2 separate regions of the Sus scrofa genome follow, and region 2 is linked to region 1. Evidence: chromatin contacts called from public Hi-C data. All regions are on one chromosome and are shown on one strand. The core of a region is the stretch at or near the end of the contact, and the rest is flanking DNA. Distances in the headings are between cores, read along the strand shown. Region 1 overlaps PARN (poly(A)-specific ribonuclease PARN). Region 2 has its middle 62 kb from the start of MIR365-1.

Evidence for each region. A called contact is a pair of places that touch in the nucleus more often than the background predicts.
Region 2: a contact with region 1 is called in a Hi-C map of liver, with 4 times the contacts expected there. A contact is called at or near these places in 3 of 47 Hi-C or Micro-C datasets (embryonic fibroblasts and liver) and 1 of 2 datasets of targeted methods (skeletal muscle).

Annotation. Positions count from the first base shown.
Region 1 is chr3:28,676,401-28,681,022 of Sscrofa11.1, forward strand. All of the region lies in intron 18 of PARN (poly(A)-specific ribonuclease PARN), which reads left to right. Among named protein-coding and RNA genes, the nearest start is that of PARN, 62 kb to the left of the region's middle.
Region 2 is chr3:28,844,106-28,848,401 of Sscrofa11.1, forward strand. No RefSeq gene overlaps it. Among named protein-coding and RNA genes, the nearest start is that of MIR365-1, 62 kb to the right of the region's middle.

The sequences.
Region 1 (4,622 bases), core at 2,006-4,505:
CACTGTTTCCCATGGAGGCTTTGAAAAGAGCTCAGGTCAGAAGCCTGATGTGAGGGGTACCCAGCAGAGGCGGGGGCAGCTTTAGGTCTGATCTGAGCCCGTCTGTGCTCCCGTCTTGGCCACGGGTGAGCCGCCGGACTGGGTCAGACCTGCTGCCTCATTCCTTGTGTGATGACGGATACTTCTCTGCCTGTCTTGCAGATTCCAGAGGATCCAGTGTGGCCGAATGTGATAAATACTGTGATTTTAGTTAGGCACTTTGGACTCTTAACAAATAAAATATTTTTTCCTGATTGAAACTCAGATTATGCTCTCATAAGTCCAAACAGCCAAAAAGGGGGGGGGGGGGGGAACTGTCATTTTAGTGAATTTCCCATTAGTGTGTTTTCTAGCTTGCATTTATTTATTTATTTTTCTTTTTTCGGGCCACACCCATAGCATGTGGAAATTCCCAGGCTAGGGCTTAAATCAGAGCTGCAGCTGCCAGCCACAGCCGCAGCCACAGCAACACCAGATGCGACCTACATCACAGCTCATGGCAGCGCCAGATCCTTAACCCACTGAGCGAGGCCAGGGATCAAACCAGCATCCTCATGGATCCCAGTTTGGTTCATTAACCACTGAGCCATGACGGGAACTCCTAGCTCTTATTTACTAATTGAGATCATCCTTGTTATGTGATTTTGTGACTTAAAAATGGGACTTTTCAACAGATGTTAGAACTCGTGGTCAGCATCACATCACTGACATGGTTTGTCCGGTGGATCTGTCCTGGTCCACTTAGGAAGCCGTCGTTTGTGCTGGGCCTCGTGTCAGACACACGTTCCCTGGACGGCCCTGAGCGTTCCTGCTTTTGCCAGTTGCTTCTCAAAGCGGCCCCCAGCGCTCCTCACCGATTCACTTCCTCTGCCTGCCGTACGTTAACAGCGTGGGAGAACGGGGTGCTGCCAGAGCAAAACTCAGTGTTTTCTGTCATTTCTGAGTGGAATTGTTGACTTTATGCAGAGACTGGGTCCTGCCGAGTGGTGAAGAACTGTAATGGTCTTTTTGGTTCCCAGAGGCGTGAGCCTCTGTGCAAAGTACTTTTGACTCGCCTTCAGGACTTCTTGTGTGCATTTTGAAGATCAGCTTTTTGTTGTCTTCAGCACGGTGGCTGCATTATGTGGGTTAATACTGGCGCTGTTGTGCAATCCTTTTTTATTCACTGGACGACCAGGGAATGGTTCAGATAAGCCAGAGTCCAAGGCAAGCTATTGTGTCATCAAAGAATAACCTTTGATATTAGTGAACTTCTTTGGACCTGCCTCGTGTGTTTTGTGGTCGTCAGAATCTGGGTCTGAACCTCACTGGTAAGGTCAGGGAATTCTGATACGGCTGGAGAGGTCTGATTCTTTGTGTGTGCGTGTTCCTCCTTCCAGTGTTGGCCAGCTTTGAGTGCTCCATCAGTGGCTAACCTTTGCGATGCTGGAGGCATTGACTTGTGGCCAAGTCACAGAAACAGGTTGGACTTTTGCCAATGAATTGCCAAGAAAGTAGTTTAAGTTTTTTGGTTTTTTTTACTTTCTTCTTAAAAAAGAGAAAAATAGCTGTCAGTAATAATTTCCCCCACGTTATCTCTTGCAGAGAACTTAAGTTTCTCACCACAGTTAACCTCCTGGTCTCAGGGAGTGGTAGAAGCCTTATGGCTTTGCCTCCTGGATTTTGAGGTGGTCTTTGGTGTTTGTGGTAACACTTTTGTGTTTTTCTAAGCCAGCATGATTTACTATAAACAAGTCATTAAGACTCATATTTTTTTTTGGAGAAGTTGGCCCAAGGCATTATTATCCAGCTGACCAGTGAATCGTCCATCACGGCAGTGAACACAGCCTGGAACATACTCTTTTTTTCTGTGAACCCCGTGAGTCTCTGTTCCCAGGTTCTGAGTCTATAAGGGCTTAGGTGGGGCCTGGGGACCTTGTGTTTCTCTCTGACTGCCGATTTTGCTGGTCTGGGGAAACGCGTTTTGCTAAGTGCTCCAGGTTAAGGCTCCTAAGAAGCTTTGTGTCTGAAATGAAGTGCTTCTGTGACTGACAGCCTTCTCACACAGTCTGGGTCAAGTGTCACACCACCCTGGTCGGAAAAGGATGTCAGCAGATGGCTTTTTCTGCCTGCCACACAGCAGACACGCAGCAGAGGTCATTGGCGTTTTTGGACCTAAAGGCTTTTTTTTTTTTTGGTCGTCTTTTTGCTATTTCTTGGGCCACTCCCGCGGAATATGGAGGTTCCCAGGCTAGCGGTACAATCGGAGCTGTAACCACCAGTCTATGCCAGAGCCACAGCAACGCAGGATCTGAGCCGCGTCTGCGACCTTACACCACAGCTCTCGGCAACGCCGGACCCTTGACCCACTGAGCAAGGGCAGGGACCAAACCCACAACCTCATGGTTCCTAGTCAGATTCATTAACCACTGCGCCACGACGGGAACTCCTGGACCTAAAGGCTTTGTACGGAGCCTGGGAAGATGCTGAGCTGAAGCCATGCAGGCTGCTGAGGGCAACACCCCGGAGCTCGCCGTGCTGTACCCTTGGGTCTTTCCAGGCAGGTCGGAAAGCTGAGAGGAGCAGCATCACCCGTATAATCGTCGACCGTTCAAAACCTGACAGGTGCCCAAAAGGGTAACCTTTGTTTTATGGCATCTAGAATGTGAACTTGAGTCATGCCGTTTTTTAGGGTCGAATCCTGGTGTGAAATTGGCCCTTGAATCACATGGGAATTTTCATTTTGCTCTTTGACAGAGTTAGTGTCTGTCCATTTGAGAATGAGTGCAGAGAGAATATTCCACCAGGAGGCCTGGAGGAACGTGACCCAGGGCTTGAGCATCTTCTGCCAATGACAGCTGTTGCGCCTCTTCCCTGAAATAGAAATAAGGTTTCGTGCAAGCACTGGTCCGAGTGGCTTTTTGATATCTGCAGATGGAAGGCCTGGAAGAGCGCGCTTTTCGTTGTGATTCACAGCGAGGGGACGTCCTTGGCTGTGTTAACTGGCATTTGGCTTGCCTCGTGCAGTTCCTCACATGTTAAAATGAAAATCGTCCGGTCAGCTGATCCACACGTGAGGCATTTTGTCAAATCTTTCCAGCGAGTCAGTGTGATGGCCGGTTTGTGTGAGGTGTGCATACAATGAGATGTTTTAATTTTCTTTCAAAAGGGCAGGGAGGCTTCCAGAGCAGTGGCCTGCAAACCGTCTGGCCTAAGCAGGGAGGGAGGCCCTCGGCCAGTTTACTTTGGTTCCATTCCACGGACGCTCAGCTACGGTTTTAGAATCGGTTTCCCAACTGCACGGGGTGCAGGCTGCCAAATCACACACACAGTCGGCTTTCGTGTTCTTCCAGGGCGTGGGGTGACTCGCTTCCTTCTAGAGCCCAGACCTGAAGATGGAGATGAGGGGATGGGTGAGAAGGGTTATTAATATTCACTTGAAAGGAGTTTCTATTTGGTTAAAATATTGAGCAAGCCAATGAGGTAGTTTAGGATTAACTAACTTTAAAAAAAATTTTTCAAGTGTTTTAATTGAGAATAAGTTTGTACTTATCTCAGCAGAGATAATACTTAGAACCCAGAAGAAATATTAGGGAACAAATAGCCAGTAGAATGCTTGACAAAAGGTATCTTTAAAATTTTTTTCCTTTTGTCTTTTTAGGGCTACACCAGCGGCATATGGAGGTTCCCAGGCTAGGGGTTCAATTGGAGCTGCAGCTGCCGGCCTACGCCAGAGCCACAGCAACCTGGGATCCGAGCTGCGTCTGTGACCTATACCACAGCTCACAGCAACACCAGATCCTTAACCCACTGAGCAAGGCCAGGGATTGAACCTGCAACCTCATGGTTTCTAGTCAGATTCATTTCCGCTGAGCCACGCAGGGAACGCTGATGGATACTCATCAGATTTATTTCCACTGAACCACGATGGGAACTCCTAAAAAATTTTAAAGGAGTTCCTGTAGAGGCTCAGTGGTAACGAACCTGACTTCGCATGGTGAGAGAATTGAGAAGTTGACTTTTTTTTTTAAAGAGCCGCACCTGCAGCATATGGATGCAGGCTAGGGGTTGAATCAGAGCCACAGCTGCTGGCCTTCGCCATAGCCATGGCAGTGTAGGTTCCAAGCTGCATCTTTGACCTACACCGGAGCTCAGGGCAATGCTAGATCCTCAACTCGCTGAGCAAGGCCAGGGATCAAACCCACGTCTTCATGGTTACTAGTCGGGTTTGTCACTGCTGAGCCGTGACAGGAGCTCTGGGAAGTCTGCTTCTTAAGTGTCATCCCTGTTTGTATTTATAGGACAGTAGGTTTTTCTAAACTCGTTGAGGCCACGTGATTTTAAGAGAAAAACAATATATATATGTGTGTGTATATATATATATATATATTTTTTTTTTTTGTCTTTTTGCCATTTCTTGGGCCACTCCTACAGCATATGGAGGTTCCCAGGCTAGGGGTTGAATCGGAGCTGTAGCCACCGGCCTACGCCAGAGCCACAGCAACGCGGGATCCGAGCCCCTTCTGCAGCCTACACCACAGCTCATGGCAATGCCAGATCCTTAACCCACTGAGCAAGGCCAAGGATCGAACCCACAACCTCAT
Region 2 (4,296 bases), core at 571-3,070, 170 kb after region 1:
ATATAGATATTCTTATTTCTTCTTGTCTAATACAAAAGCGTGCTATATTCACCATTATAGGCCTTGTTTTTTGTTTTTTCTTTTTTGCTTAAAATATAAACAACAAGGAGTTCCTACCATGGCTCAGTGGTAACAAACCTGACTAGTATCCATGAGGATGCAGGATCGATCCCTGGCCTCGCTCGATAGGTTAAGGATCTGGTGTGGCCATGAGCTGTGGTGTAGGTCGCAGCTGTAGCTCTGATTGGACCCCTAGCTTTGGAACTTAATATGCCACAAGTGTGGCCCTAAAAAGACAACAAATAAAATAAGCTATAATAGCATTTTTATCAAACATTGTGAATAGTTTTCAGTTTGTAGTTTGCCTTTCACATCTGCATAGAACAAAGATGAGGAAAAGTGTTCCTGCAGGCTGTCAGGGGTGACTGCTGTGGGGGTTGGAGGGAAGTTTTGAAAATTGAATAGAATTTACTCGGGGAAGCAGGGGAGAGGCAGCTGGGAAAAGCCTGTAGCAAACCAAGGAGGCCTCAGAGGACTGGGTCCAGGACCAAGCCCCTAAGGCAGGGGTGGAGATGAGGTTTGAGGTGCTGGGGAGCCACCGAAGGCTCTAGAGCCACTGGGTGGCTGGTGCCTCTGGTTGGTGATGGATCCAGGGCTGGGAGGGGCAGCTTAGAGGGTGGCTTAGAGCGTTTCCTGGGACCCTCTCTGGGCTCTTAGATTCAGAGCTGAGGGCAATTCTGGTGGCTCCCGAGACCTCTCCCTCCCCTGCTGCCCTCTCTCTGCCCCCGGGGTGACTCCACCCTGTACCCTTAGGTCCTCCCCCTCCCATCCTCCACCCAGGGCCTCCCTGTTCCTCTGGAAAGATCTAGGCCCCAGTAAAAGCATGTACCCATTTGTGGGGACGTGATCTTCGAGCCCACGCCTCCTTCTCACCCCTTGGCCACAGCCTCGGTGTGTGTCCTGGGGTTCACGGGATCATCTCAGTGCGCTGGGGGCCCTTGAGGAGCTGGGGGAGCAGCCGAGAACAGCCATCCAATCCCAGAGCACCTCTTCCAAAGCCCAGGAGGCTCTCTGGACCCTGGGGAGAGGGAGAGCAGAGAGAAGACAGCCTCGGGCCTCTGAGCGGAGTGGCCCAGAGCAGATGTCAAAACGACTTCCCCCACCACCCCTTTATCTCGGCAGAGAAGAAGGACCCTGGGCTCCTCAAAGGATCGGGGTCAGGTGGGGGCCAGGGGTCCGCATAGAGCTCACCATAGTCAAGCAAGAGATGTGCCCTGTTCCTGTGCCCCTGCCTCCCCCTGCCCAGGCTAAGTGCCCGCCCCGCCACACCCTTCCTTTGGGTCAGCGGGTGCCAGGAAGCCCTGAGTGACCTTATCTGTGGGGACACAGTTGGACCCAGTGGGCCTGAAGATCCTTCGATGTCCAAACTGAGATTCTTTCCTGTTTTAAACAGTCGTATTCAAATATAGATCACGCACCATACGTTTCAGCCATTGGCAGGTGCCATCCAGGGAGTTTTAGTGTGTTTACAGACAGGTGCAACCATCCCTAGTGTCAATTTTAGAACGTTTTCAACCTCTCAGAAAGAAACCTGGTACCCATTAGCTCTCCGCCCTCCCCTCCGCCCTCTCTGGAGCTCCAGACCCCACCATCTGCTTTCTGTTTCTTGCATGTCCCGAGTTGGACTTTGATATGAATGAAATCATGGACTACGTGACCTTTTGTTTCTGGCTGCGTTTCGCGTTTTCAAGGTTCGTCCGTGTCCTGGCCCGTGTCGGGACTTTTGATGGTGGATGATCCTCCATCGTCTGGACACATTCCATTTGGCTCGTTCAGTCGTTGATGGACATCTGGGTGGTTTCCGCTCTTCGGCTCCCGTGAATGGCGCTGCTACAAACATGTGTATGAGTTTTTGCGTTGGGGCTAAGTCGTCCGTTCTCTTAGGTACGTACGCAAGAGGGCAACTGCTGGGTCACAGGGTCACGCTGTGTCCCGCTGTGGGAGGAACCACCTGACTGTTCCACAGCAGCTGTGCCGCTTTCCAGGAGGGTTCTGATCCGCTTCTCCATCCTTCCTCCTCTGTTCGAGGTTCTGGGGTGCAAAGGACAAGCTCTCCAGTCTAATGGGCTGCACAGTCCTGTTGGTCTCTTCCCACCTGTCCAGCCCCGCCTTCGATGTGAGAGCTTGCTCAGGAGGAGGTCACAGCAAACAGAGGATGACGCTCTCAGAACGTTCTGTGTCCTCTGCTCTAACTCCTGCCAGAGTCCCCGATGCGGGCACTGGCACACGATGGCCAGTTCTGGGATAAGGAAGCTGAGGCTCTGAGAGGTGATGAAACTGGCTGGGTATGAAACAGCTACCTAGTGACCAAGCTGGGATTTGAACCAGGCTGTCCGAGCCCAGAGCCTGTGCTCATAACCACCCGTCTACACTGCCAGTGCCCCCTTGGTCTCGAGCCCTGGTGGGGCATCTCATGGGGAGAGGGCTCCTGTTCTGCCCAGAGAGCCTAGGGCTGGAGTTCCGATGGTGTCCCTGACCCTGGGGGACAGTAGGGGTCGGTAGGGACTGGTCCCAGGTCCATTGTCTCAGTTGGCACCTACGTAAGTTCATGTTGCCCAAGCCTTCTGGCTGGTTCACTCGGAGGCAGGAGAAGGAGCTGATGCCCCAAATAGCAGTGCTCCTTCCCTTGGCCCCCCTGCCTCCTCCCTCCTGGGGTCTGTCCTCAGCTAGATGGCCTGGAGGGGGTACACGTGGGCACAGCCACCCCCCTGGCAGTCCCTGTATCTGCTTTACAGATGAAGAAGGCTGCTTGGGGCCGTCCCACCCTCGGGCAGGGTCTACCCAGGGTTGGGGGGGCCTTCACTTACCTCTCTGGGTCCAGGAGGCCTTCTCGTTAACAGCTTCCTCGAGGTGTACTTAACATTCCCCAAATATTCATTTGTTTGAAGTGCACAATTCTATGAATTTTGGTCAGTTCACAGCTGGGCCATCCTCATCACAATCTCAGTTTACATTTTCATCCCGGAAAGGAAGCCTCTGCCCACTTGCTGCCATTCCCCCGCCGACCCTCAGATCCAGACAGGCACCCAGCTGCTTTGTGCTTCTCTAGGTTTACCTTTTCTGGCTGTTTTATATAAACAGAATCATACTGTATGTGGGGTTTGTCCCCCTTTTTTCTTTTTCCACGACACCCATGGCAGATGGAGTTCCTGGGCCAAAGAGCAGATCCAAGCCACAGTTGCAACCTATGCTGCAGCTGTAGCAGTGCTGAATCCTTCAGCCACTGTGCCAGGCCGGGGATCGAACCTGCATCCTGCCTATAGAGATGCTGCCAACTCCACTGTGCCACAGTGGGAACTCTTTGTACATGGTCTTTTGTGATTGGCTTTTTTCACTTAGCATGCTTTTTTGAGGTTCATCCATATTGTAGCAAGTATCAGAATGCGCTCCTTTTTTTGGAGTTTCCGTCATGGCTCAGTTGTTAATGAATCCAACGAGGAACCATGAGCTTGTGGGTTCAATCCCTGGCCTTGCTCAGGGGGTTAAGGATCCAGCATTGCCATGAGCTGTGGTACAGATCGCAGACATGGCTCAGATCTGGTGTTGTTGTGGCTGTGGTGTAGGTGGGTGGCTATAGCTCCGATTGGACCCCTAGCCTGGGAACCTCCATATGCCACAGGTGCAGCCCTAAAAAGACAAAAAAAAAAAAAAAAAAAAAAGAATCCACTCCTTTTCATGGCTGAGTAATATTCCATTGCGTGGAGTGCCACTGTTGTGTTTATCTATTCATGAGTTGGCGGACATTTGGTTGTTTTTACTTTGGAGCTGCTGTGAATAATGCCACTATAAATATGCCTGCATAAGTCTATGCAAATGCTATGCTTCCACTTCTTTTTCATTTTGCAGATACCCAGGTGTGGAATTGCTGGATCATGTAGTAACTCTGTTTAACTTTCTGAAGAGCTGTTTTCTGGAGCAGCTGCTCTATTTTACAGAAAGTTTCCAGTTCCTTCTACATCTTCACTAATGTCTTTATTGTCTGGCTGCTTGATTCTAGCCATCCCCATGGGCATGAAGGGGCATCTCGTTGTGGTTTTGACTTGCATCTCCTCTCATGGCCAGTGATGCCGAGCATCCTTCTGCGGTCTGGTTGACCTCTTATAAACCTTTTTGGGAGAAATGTTCATTCAGCTATTTTGCTCACTTTTGATTGGGTTGTTTGTTTTCCTCTTATTGAGCTGTCAGAGTTCTTTACATATTCTGGACCCAAGGGCATCGAATGTCTCTGTTTTCAGG